Linked DNA regions of Zea mays: region 1 is linked to region 2. The links are chromatin contacts, called in public Hi-C maps. All regions are on one chromosome and are shown on one strand. The core of a region is the stretch at or near the end of the contact, and the rest is flanking DNA. Distances in the headings are between cores, read along the strand shown. Region 1 holds the start of LOC103638866 (PTI1-like tyrosine-protein kinase At3g15890). Region 2 holds the start of LOC100274552 (F-box protein AFR).

Region 1 (6,198 bases), core at 2,090-4,589, 270 kb after region 2:
CCTTTGGATATTTTCCCTCCAATTGTGTTTGTCCCCATTTCGCTTACCATCAAAGTGGTAATGAGTACACCAGTTGTCGTTGTCTGCATCATGATCCGGACACCTTCAGTAAAGTGGTTGTGCTGATTAAGTTACACCACATTGTTCCCCTTGAAGAAATCTACCTTCTAGTCTGAAATTCACCACATACCAATGTACAATAAGCAGATATAATTGGTCAACCATATGTCGCTATGTCAGATCAAAAGTGATAAATGGCAGATACACATATAACTCACAGATAGGGTTGTGTGCAGGTTTAATGTACGTTAGGTAAATACCTGGCATGGAAAATGGATTGGAGGCCTGAAAAAAGCAAGATTATTATATACCTCTAGAATACAAAAGACCAATTATATTTCTCTAGAAGCACCGTGAGCATTTATATACCTTCAGAGAAATATTGAGGGAATGATGGAGATGGTCTCACGGCCGGAAAAAGGTGGGCTGGTTCTCAGTGCAAAAATCACGAGACACCGCTCGGGGCTTACTGGACTGAAAGGGAAAACATCACCGAGGGTGATGAAAAGACCCAAATTTAGTCTCAGATGACGGTTACTGTTGTCTTCAACCTCCGGTCGCATCTCCAGATGGCGATTACTTCAAAAAGAATATTGCAAACTTCATGGAGAGAGTCGGGGGCTCCAAGATTTCGACGGACGTAGGAGGAAGGGTAGAGCCTTCACTGACTCACAGCTAGATCCGACTATGCTTTTGGGTTTTAGATCTTCCATCAGCATGCTGCCAACAGTTCATACTGAAATCATTCTCACATCTAGACAGAGTATAAGAGCAATGAAAACCAAGGATCTATTCATGCTGATGTAAGAACTAACAAGTCATCGTTCCTTGGCATTCAGACATTTGGTTCATTAAGGTGGACTCAACTCTGAAGTCTAAACAAAAGAGCAGGAACGCAGCTAAGCTCGATGAGTTCGAAGGAAGCAAAAGCGGAAACAACTAAGGAGTACTTGAAGAATTGATCCTGAGTATCTGACCATCAGAAAGACGCACTACCCTCGATCAGTTTCAACGATGCAGAACATTACCACGAACTGACCCAGTTCGAGATCGCCGCACACAGGACGTGCTGTGTCAACATCGTCCCATCCAGGCTTGATCGCGCACACGTGCCTACTGCGATGACGGCGCCTCCGGTAGTATCTCGTCGTCCGCTGGAAGCGGCAACCGGCAACACCTCCTCCATGTCCGGCTCCGGCGTCGACGTCCGCGGCAACTACGCTAGCGGTGGCGCCGATGTTGAATTGCTGATGACGACGCTTCCGCTAGTTTCTGGTTGTGCTCCCAACGCAGCAGCGCCTCCCCAGTTCCCCACAGCGCCCGCCGCTCCCAGCACCGACATCCCCGCAGCTGGGTTGCATCGTGTCCCGCTGACTCCTGGGCCATGGAGGCGGACCCGACCCCATCTTGGTCCACGCGTCACTGACCGTACACGTGCGGACGTGGATGTGAACGCGGTGGACGACGACTGGACGCATTACCAGCACGGCCGCCCGGCGGCGGCGAGGAGAAAACCAGGAAGTCTCCATCCGGCCATCTGTCGTCCCCCTGCTCACGCACGCTCCTCACCATCTTTAGCCTGGGCCCCACCTCCCGTGCCCTCCTCTAGGCCGCTCCTCCCTGCTTCCTCGTTCCACCGACCAGATCCACCCTACTCAGGCCAGCAATGTCGGCGCCGCCGCTGACGTCGGGGGAGCCGTTCCGCGTGTTCGTGGGGTACGACCCGCGGGAGCACGAGGTGTGCCGCCGCCCGCCGCAGCCTGCTTCCCCGCTCGTGGATCCCGCTGGACGTGCGCCCCATCCGACAGGATGCGTGATTTGGGAAATACCTTCCCTGGCGTGGAGGTTATTTGGGAAGGACTGACCTGGCGCGACTGCCATGAAGGGGAGCGGGGCGCAGCTGCCATGGATGGAAGCGTGAGCTTGCGACCTGGCGTGATTGACGGGCAGCGACAGGCAGAACACGGTGCACGGGTGTGGACGCCTACAATAAGGACTTATAGAGTAGTAAAGATATACATATTCATACTACTGGAAAACATAACTTAACTTTTAGCATATAAAAGAAGAGTCTCTAAAAATAAAAATAAAATATTCAACAGAATGAATACAATTAAGACAGGTTTGCCCCCAACAAAATGAATACAACATTCACGTACGTACTAGTACATTAGATCTTGATAGCATTAGCATTTCCGGAGAACCTCTTGACATACGGGTCTTGCATGGTCTGCACTGGCATGGCGCCAAACGCCCCGAAGTTCATGCTACTTTTGTCATCTATCAATGAATACTCCTCCACCTCATCGTCGTCGTCTTCTTCCTCCTGCTCATCCTCGTCCCCGTCCTCGGGCTCGCCGTAGTACGAGGTACTCTTGTCCATCTCCATGAGGCGGTCCGCGTACTTGACGCTCTCCATCCTCACCGGCAACTGCTGCAGGTCTCCTTTGCTACCACCACGCCCCACCATGGCAGCGGCGGGCGCGCCGGCGTTATTATCTCCGCGCAGGATGCGGACGACGGTCTTCATGTCCGGGCGGCGGTCGGGCTCGCCCTGCACGCAGAGCGCGGCGCACTCGACGGCGCGCGCGAGCTGCGCGGCGTCGAAGGCGCCCCGGAGGCGCGGGTCGACGAGGTCCCCGAGGCGGCCGCGCGCGATGAGCGGCTCGGCCCACTCGGTGATGGTGCGCTTGGCTCCCGACGGCAGGCGCTCGATGGGCTTCCTGCCGGAGACGAGCTCGAGCAGGAGGATGCCGAAGCTGTAGACGTCGCATGCGCCGGAGACCTTGCCCCACATGGCGTACTCGGGCGCCAGGTAGCCCAGCGTGCCCTTGACGCGGGTGGTCATGTGCGAGACCCCCTCCGGCACGAGCTTGGCGAAGCCGAAGTCCGCGACGAGCGGCGCGAAGTCGGAGTCGAGCAGGACGTTGCTGGCCTTGATGTCCCGGTGGATGATGTGCGGCGCCACCTCGTGGTGCAGGTACACGAGCCCCTCGGCCGAGCCGACGGCCACGGCGACGCGGCGCTTCCAGTCGAGCCGGACCTCGCCGGCGAACTGGCCGTGGAGGTGCGATAGGAGGCTGAGGTTGGGCATGTAGTCGTAGACGATCATGCGCTGGTCGGCCCCGGCGCAGTAGCCGCGCAGGCCGAGCAGGTTCTTGTGGCGCACGCGGGCCAGCACCTCCACCTCCACCGCGAACTCCATCTCCGCCTTGGAGTTGTTGGTGGCCTTGAGCTTCTTCACGGCGATCTGCGTGCATGCATATGGGAGGGAATGTGATTATGGGTCGGTCGTCGGTTAATTCGTCACAGCAGCCACAGGATATATGCATGCTCATGCTGTGACCGTCACCTGGAGGCCATCGGATGTCTTGCCCCAATAGACGCTGCCGAAGCCTCCCTCGCCGAGCTTGTTCTCCTCGCTGAAGCCGTTGGTGGCGGCGTGCAGCTCCTTGTAGCTGAATATCCTCCACGTGCTGCTCATGGTCGTCGAAGCGCTCACACACCTAAACAATTGAAAAGCCACCCCCACCCAGCACAACAAGGTAATAAACCGCCTGCGCCTGATGATGAAATATAATCGCACGTATATAGAACACACTGCATGCACCGTACGTACGTACCCTTGCTCGACCTTCTCGGAACCGCAGCAGGAGCTCAGCGACGAGCCCATGGCGCCGGCCGGCCGGACGAACGATCGATGCACACGGACGTCACGTCGCCCTTGGACCCCTCTCCAACGACGATCGAGGTGTGTGTGTCACGCTCTCGCTCGCTCGTTTTTTTGTCACTCACACGTACGCGGGCACTGATCTAACAACCTGAACAGAGCTTGAAGGCTACTTGGGTCGCCGTGTGAGCGAACGAAGGGTGGAGTGGTGAAGACATAATAAAGGGGCCAAATACTAGTACTACGACTACTACCTGTGCTTCATGCAGTTGGCAGATCTCACAGACACAACCGTCCATGGCCGGCGGGCGGAGACCCTAATGCACCATTTGTTGAATCGTGCCAGCACTCCCGCGGTTTTTTGCCGATAAAATAACTGGGCTCCGATCCAGTCCTAGCTCGCGCTGGGCAGACCTGGTTTGGACGTTCTAGTGCGAGGGAAAGAGAACAAGTGCCACGTGGTGCAACGGAAACTGGGCGCGGCGCGGTCAAATACGCTGGGAACCAGTCAAACGTCTCGGCAACGGAAGCCGGGATAAATGGGAGCGTCGTGAGTTGAGTCGTGACCCGAGGAATCCACATGGGCCTCCACACGGCGTACTCTAAAATGGGCTGCCAGGCGACTGGCCGCGCAAGGATACGGCCTATGAGGGCCCATGCATGCATGCATGCACCCATGATGGGAAGTTTTGCTTACGGACACACAGTTTGGACACCGTCAACTCAGAAATTGACCGAGTAGCATTATCAAATTAAGGTCCTTTGTCCCAAAAAAATGGTTTATTACTGTTATGAAATTAAGGCACTTTCTAGTGACACATCTATCTACTTTTTTTAAATTATTTCTCGTATTCGCGAAAAGAGAAGGTAGGACACATGGTTTTCCGGCCCTCTGTCGTTAACATTCGATTGTTCAGGAAATTAGCCTTTGTATCATCATGCGCCGCGGACGGCGGAGCGACTTCCGCAAGGACCTGTGTTGAGGACGACGAAAAGAAGGGGACGGCGGTGTGTCACCACAAAAATTAGTGAACAAGCGCATATCGAAGACGAGGGCAAAATTGCTATTTCTCTCACCTTCTAATTCATTAGAAGAAATGAATAAAATAATTGATACAGTACGTTATAGCAACGAACCTAAATTTATAATGATACAAGGCTAATTTCCGAGTTGACGGTGTCAACAACATATTACACATTTGAGCGGTATAAATCCCTGGCAAAAAAAAAACTCTATATGAACGTTTAGCTCTGCATTGCTCGGCCGTCTGCAGTGTGCACAAACTGACATGCAATAAAAAAAGTATAAACTGGCATGCATCCAGTTGTCAACACAATCCAAAACATCGTGAAAATAGAACCTGGCAAGAATTATTAGCAAATGAACCGGATTAGTATTGAATTCAAATTATGGATACAAATATTTTTTTTAATACAAGTACAAAATGGATGTCTCGGATTCAGAATTATATTCAGACATTTATTCAATTCAACTCGAAGTGTGTGTTACGAAGTTTAACGTACAAGAATATAATTTTAATGTTAAGGCCATGGATAACCAAAATGAATTATTTGAATTGGGTGGAGTCTCCATGGACCCGGCGCGAAATCTGAACTCAAAACTCGAAACCGCTCCAAACACCGTTTCAGGTGATAATCGAAACCCGGACCAAAATCTGCTGGATCCCAAAACCCTGATTGGTTCCCCGAAAAAAAAATCCACTATTACATAGCAATATAAAAAAGACAGCAAGCAATTTCTAGTAAACACATGTACGATACATACCACAAATTAATAAAGTCATAAATTTTATAACTCAATTTAGAATAAACTTAATAGTTTACGTAAATAATTTATTTAGTAACAAAACACGTGAGTTTTTGTTGAAAATGAAAATTTGAACCTTCATTTAATATTCGCGGATGAAAGCCGAACCCAATAAGTTCTGGGCCGTCGAACCCAAAAACGTTGGACGAAAAATCCTCGGAGCGCCGACTTATAATGGATAATGTTTTATGAAATGTTATGTCAAATGAATAATAAGAATGGTAGGAAATACGTAATCATTTTGCTTTATCAATGTTTTTTAATTATATTTATTACATAAGTAGAGATTTAAATATATGGGTACATAACATATACAAGGATAGCTTATAAAAAATAATATAGTTATCAATAAATATTTTAAAATTAAATATTTCATAAGATAATAATTGTTCATATTTTCTTGAAACTATAATTTATATGAAATAATTTATATTACTGAATATATTAAAGTACTAAAATAAACTATAATAATAAATATTAGGTTTAGATTAGATTAGAAAATACTAAAAATAATTTAACCTCTATATATCATTAACAACATTAAATTAATATTGAAAGTTCTTTATAGATATACTTGTAAATTGTTTTAGTGTATTTGTCGGCGTTTCGACCCCGGGGGGTCCCTAGACCGACGAGTAAC
Region 2 (6,285 bases), core at 1,443-3,942:
TGCCCATCGTTCAGTTTCCTCTTCTTATCTCACAATATCCACAACATATAAAAAATATGAGATCAGGCAAGAGAACATGAAACTCATTGAAATACAACAAAACCAACACCAATTGTAATTGCATTAACTACTGGATTTGGTTCATGAACGAGAATAGGCCCCTCAACCAAAAGCTGTTGTATGCTATATAAAAAAGAGATTGTCGATCATCTAAAGTGAAAATGATCTATAGATGACCTAGACATATATAAATAAAGATGCCAAACATTTCAAATGAAGTTTTTTTCATGAAACTATATGGTGGTGCTTCAGTGCTTGTAGCTTAACATAAGTTGAATGGATCATTATAACATCAGTCAGAACAAAACAACTTGTAAAGAACAAATTAGTAAGTTATCCTAGCATAATGTTAAAGTTAAGCTCTTTGCCACTCGGAAAAAAAGATATTAGTCATCTACAGAAGTAGGTGTATTATGCAACAATATATGAAGGCTTCATAAACAAGCACTCAGAAATCCTTAGGAGCCCAGGACGTCCTCCACTTCTCATATCAGATATGCCTGCATTGTGCCTGTCATTTTTTAAGCTTTTCTTGAGAAGTTAAGGCAGCTATATGATAGGTTTTGCACTTTCTTGACTAATTACATTTTAAATATCATAATTTATGATGGTCTTTAGACATAGTAATCAGGGGAGAAGTTTATAGTTATTTATTTATGCTACAACATTTGTCACACAACTGAACATTATAAACAATATAAGAACCAACCAATTAACCAACAGAATGTAAGAAATTTACCTAAGAAGATCTAGTAAAGTGCTCTCGTCGTCGATGGCAATAGTAATTTCCACATCGGTATCACGTCCTCACACCACCACTGCACTCGATGGCGATGTTGTGCACGTCGCCCTGGTCGTGGAACTGTGCCTCGGCCATGAACCACCACTGCCCAAATACGTGTCCCTGTCATGCCATAGGAAATGCTTGTGTCTCGCAGTTGCAGATAACCTTTCTATGTTTCTGCACAGCTATTGTTTCAGTTACAGTTACAGTATGACACAAGCATCCACAATCTTAAATAATCTAAATGTAATGCAAGAGGCAACATGATAATGACCTTACTAAATAGCATGGATTTATTTTAGCAGATACATAATCATGAATTTGTCCAGATTCAATGAACTTAGTCTAGCAATATTGTAAATTTTATGAGATTTGTGGACTGCACAGATCCGGAGTGAGAAAAGATATAAATAAACTAATTAGTGAAGTTTTCAAAAACTATCGCAACATCAATTTCCAATTCAGGTTTAAGTTAATACTTTTCATTTAGGCGATTTAGATCCAGGATAACATCTTTTATAATCATGCAGTTTTAGCATACAGATGAAGCCCTGGAATCAGATATGAACACAACGAGCTGTCGGGCATCATATACAAACAAAAAGAAAAACAAAGCAAAGCATATAACCCGAACAATCTGATGAGGAAGAGGGCATGTGACTCACCTTCATAGCTTGAAGGACAGAAGTCACGCTGCTGAAGAGGCGCCAATCTGGTCTGAGCGAGCGGCTCCTGCCACAGGCGCGCTCGGTCGGCGGCGCCCTGCAGGTGAAGCGGGAGGCCATGGTCCGCCACTACAGAGCGTATGCGGGCAACGTAGGGGAAAGGTGCGGACGATGCAGTTGGCTTTCATCGCCATCTATGGCCAACAGGAAGTGCTATTCCTCGCTCGCTGGCTGGCGCCACGGGCACCGCCGCCTGCGGGAGCCTGACGCCGGCGCGCGCGGAGGACACGAGGCGGACAAGGTCACTCTCAGCGTGCCGCTGGGCGCCCGCCGTGTCGCACAGCCAGAGTGCGCCGTGGCCGCACCTTAGGTCGAGCAGCGCCTCCAGGAACGCACCGTGCGCGTCGGCGAGGGCGAGGAGGAGTCCGCGGCGTCGCTGTCGCTGGCGTTGGGTGGCGCGGGGCTCCGGTATCGGCCTACCCTGGGGGCTGGGGCACTGCGTTGGCTGCATGGGATGTCGGCACGCACCTACACCGCCCCGCGCCTGATCATCTCCACCCACCCACCATCGTCGCGCGATGCTCGATCTGCTGGCCCCCGCTGGGCTGCACGCGCGAGCACCCCGCGCTGGGCTGCCTCCCCGAGCGCGGCACCGCCTCGGCTCGAGTGGCTGCGCGCTCCCGCCTCGGATCGCAGTGTCCCGTAAAGACGAGGCAAGCGATCCCCCGCCCCCACCACGCGCGGCGCGCATGCCGCATGCGCGCCCCGTCCTCAACCCGCGCGCCCCCTGTCTGTGCACTGCACGCCCGATCGCAGCACCAGACTCCCGGCGCACATGCGCACGCGCGCGCCTGCCGCTCCTCCGATACGTTCTCTCTGCTGCTGCGCACACTGGCACAGCGCGCGCTGTCCGCGGATACGCTCTGCCGAGAGAGGCCTCCAGCGCCGACACCGCCATGTTAGCCATGTCCTCCGGCGCCGCAGCACTTGCCACCAGTCACCATGGCCCCGCCTCACCCAACCTCTCGCCATCGAACCATCGTTACCGGTGAGATCGGTGCCTCGGACAGCCTGCGCGTCCAGGGTCCAAACCCTCACGCTCACACACCGACCCACCCACCTCTATAAATTCCCGCCGACCCCGCTTCCCTTCCATTCCCCATCAGAGATCTCTCCCCATCACCAAGCCGAACCGAGACCGAGAGAGCTTCCCCACACCCACAGCGGGGTGCAGCGGATCGCGCCAAATTCGACCGAACAATCGCGCGCCACTCGGCCCCGCCACTATGAGCTTCTCGTCCATGAGCAAACAGCAGGTGCTGGACGCCGGTGACGGGGAGGGGGAAGAGGTCGTGGAGCTTATCCCGGGCCTGCCGGAAGAGGTGGCCGAGAAGTGCCTCCTCCACCTGCCCTTCCTCTACCACCGTCTCTTCCGCACCGTCTCCTCCACCTGGAACCGCTTCCTCACCGACTCCCCTGCCAAGCCGCTGCTGTTCACTCCCGCGGAGGGGGCGGGGGCTGGCGCGGGGAGCGCAGCCATGGGCTCGTTGTCCTTATCGCTGCCCTTCCTCTTCGCCTTCGCGTTTGACCCTGTGTCGCGACGCCTCCAGTGCCAGGCGCTCGACCCTTTCTCGAGGAGGTGGCTCCTGCTCCCGCCGGTGCCCGGCGGCGCCGCGGCCGGGTCGTTTGCGGTGGTGGGGCTCCCCCGCCGCGGCGAGATCTACGTGATTGGGGGCGTCGAGGAGGGCAGCGACAAGGCGGTGACGAGCGTGGCCGTGTACAGCGCCGCGCGGAACGGATGGGAGGAGGCGGCGGCGATGCGGACGCCCCGCGGGTACATGGCGGCTGGGGAGGTGGGAGGGCGGGTGGTGGTGGCCGGGGAGGACGGCGAGGCCGAGGTGTTCGACCCGGATGCCGGGCGGTGGTCGCCGGCTGCGCCGCGCCGGGGCGCGGCGGTGGCGTGGTACGACGCGGCGGCGGCGGGTGGGAAGCTGTACGTGACGGAGGGGTGGGCGTGGCCGTTCGAGCGCGCGCCGCGCGGCGCCGTGTACGACTCCGCCACGGACTCGTGGTGCGAGATGGCGCGCGGGATGCGGGAGGGGTGGACGGGCTCTTGCGCCGTCGCCGGCGGCCGGATGTACATCGTGGCGGAGTACGGGGAGTGGCGGCTGAAGCAGTACGACGAGGCCCGGGACGAGTGGCGGATGGTGGCCGGCAGCGGGGTGCCCCCCGAGGTGCGCCGGCCACACGTCGTCGCCGGGGAGATCGGGGAGGTCGCCGGTGGGAGGCGAAGGATATACGTTGTTGGCGCCGGGCTGGACGTCGCCGTGGGCACTGTTTCGGCCTCAGACACCGCCGCGGCACCCGGCGTCCACGGCGTCGAGGAGGAAGTGGTGGAGTGGGAGGTGGTCAAGGGCCCCACCGAGTTCGTCGGGCTCGCGCCCTGCAACGCACAGGTCCTCTACGCATGACCCAGCCTTCGGGTAGAACAAACATCTGCATCGCCGAACCAAGACGTTTCGGCCCACTCCGCGCACCCACACGGGTCCACAAGCCCCGAGCCACATCACGTCGCCCCTGGCTGGTCCACATGTCAGTGAAACTTGACTGCTCCAGCGTCTCGCCGGCAGGAGCGAGTGCCCTGCTGCCAGACTGCCCAGATGGATTTTCCGGATGCGCAAGCACATGTATTCACAGTCACAGGCAGCACAGTCTCGCCACGTGGGACCAGTCTGTGAGCGAGCAGTGATGGGACTTGGAAGAGGCTGAGAAGTCTTTTCCACCTCGGGGAAAGGACAAAGGAGGAAGCGAGCAGGCAGGACGGATTATTTTTCTTTCCGTTTTGATTTGAGGTTTTTCTTGTACCTGTGTATATATTATATATTGGTATTGTATTTTGAGAAACAATGGAGAAGAAACCAAAATCAAAAAAATGTGATGTAATGATTTGAAACTGACCTCAGTTCCAGCTTGCAAAAGAACGTGATGTAAGCCTCTCAACCTATGTACTCTAAATTTCTTTTCCTCTAGACTAGTTGTCATCCACAAAATCGAAGTAAATTGTAGGAACTAAAATTGCGTTTTTATCCAATTTTAAATAAGAAATGAATTTTAACCCCTCTAATCTCCTTCGATTTTGAACTCGCAAATTAGCCCTACATAAATATTCTCTCTTAGTAATCCTATCTTTATATTCTTTTTATTTCTATTTCTATAATAACATTCCCTAAATTTCGTCATTTATATCTAAATACACCACTACCTTATTTATTCATTCTTCTTTTAACTTTCTACCTAAATGCAACGTGCGGTATTATTAATTGAAGAAAATAATAATTATTGAATAACACATATATCCGATCGTTTAAATTGTACGCGGTCATTTAATTGAAACATATTAGTTCAAATTTTAATTCTTAAACATGTTAGTAAATTGTACAATTATGCTTAAAATGTACTATATTTCTTGTCTACTATGTGCATTGTTACAAAATTGCACTTTATAAACAAGATTGGTACCGTCTTGTCCCGCAAGACATTGGCTTGCGTCACAAGACAACCATTGGCTTCTACAAAAAGAGTAGCTTGTGGTGTATAGCCGAAGCCACCATGGGCTATATAACACATGAGGCACGTCTACACTTCATTCATCACTTCCACCTCTTCATACCACAAACAGTAATGGATCCCTTTATTAAGTCCAATGTTCTCTTGCACATGGCTCAAGACATGGAAGCTGATGACGACGAACTTGAGTTAGCGACCATCCGCTATGTAAGGAGCCGCCGTGAACGCAACCAGCATCGACATGGTGGTTCCGTTCCGGGCCGAGTTCGGATCCCCCGAAACCATTTTGGCGGTAACTTGAGGATCTTAGCCGACTATTTCTTAGATCATCCAGTTTACACAGATGCCCAGTTCCAAAGGAGGTACGTATGCTATATTGGTTCTTCTTTGTTTCGAACACACTCAATTAAGCCATGTCATAAAATTTTGTGTTGTAGGTTTCGCATGCATTGCCATGTGTTCGAGCGCCTCATGGGGACAGTCCAACAGGTTGACCCGTACTTTGTATAGCGTCCAAACTGCGCTGGAAAGATGGGACTCTCCGCTTTGCAGAAGGTTGTTGCAGCCACCTACATCCTCGCCTATGGTGTTCCTGCAGATGTTGTGGATGAGTAAGTGTGCATTGGAGAGTCCACCACACATGAGGCTCTTCAACACTTATATAAGGCCATCGTAGTTGCGTTTGATCCGTACTACCTGCGCCCGCCTACTCCCGATGATATCACGCAACTACTCCAAGTCGGTGAGTCAAGTGGCTTTCTAGGGATGCTTGGAAGCATCGATTGCATGCATTGGGAGTGGCGAAACTGCCCTACCGCGTGGAAGGGTATGTTCGCATGGTGAGGGAAGCACCCCACCATGATCCTAAAAGCGGTTGCATCTTATGACCTTTGGATATGGCACGTGTACTTTTAGCATGCCCGGTAGTAGTAATGACATCAACGTTTTTGCATTGTTCACACATATTCTAAAGGCATCTCAATGCGGAGGATCCTCCGATTGCTTTCATGATAAACGATCACAACTACGACATGGGGTATTACCTTACGGACGATATTTACCCTGATTGGATGGCTTTTGTGAAAACAGTCTGCCACCCTTTTGAGCCTCGCACAAAGCACTTTGCAATGAAGCAAGAGTTCGCTAGAAAGGATATAGAAAGGGCGTTTGGTGTGCTTCAGTCTAGGTGGGCAGTGATATGTGGTCTTG

Evidence for each region. A called contact is a pair of places that touch in the nucleus more often than the background predicts.
Region 1: a Hi-C map of bundle sheath shows a contact between it and region 2, with 3 times the contacts expected there. The contact joins the promoter of LOC103638866 here to the promoter of LOC100274552 in region 2. A contact is called at or near these places in 3 of 25 Hi-C or Micro-C datasets (bundle sheath, ear and tassel).

What each region holds. Positions count from the first base shown.
Region 1 is chr9:112,916,015-112,922,212 of Zm-B73-REFERENCE-NAM-5.0, forward strand. LOC103638866 (PTI1-like tyrosine-protein kinase At3g15890) reads right to left here and starts at 3,340. Exons shown (of 1, transcript XM_020544331.1): 1 at 2,112-3,340. The coding sequence starts at 3,265. The coding sequence ends at 2,231.
Region 2 is chr9:112,647,926-112,654,210 of Zm-B73-REFERENCE-NAM-5.0, forward strand. It overlaps LOC100274552 (F-box protein AFR), which reads left to right and starts at 2,693. Exons shown (of 1, transcript NM_001148907.1): 1 at 2,693-4,424. The coding sequence starts at 2,796. The coding sequence ends at 3,980. It overlaps LOC103638863 (a long non-coding RNA gene), which reads left to right and starts at 5,132. Exons shown (of 2, transcript XR_559070.2): 1 at 5,132-5,438; 2 at 5,514-6,285. It also overlaps the pseudogene LOC100381871.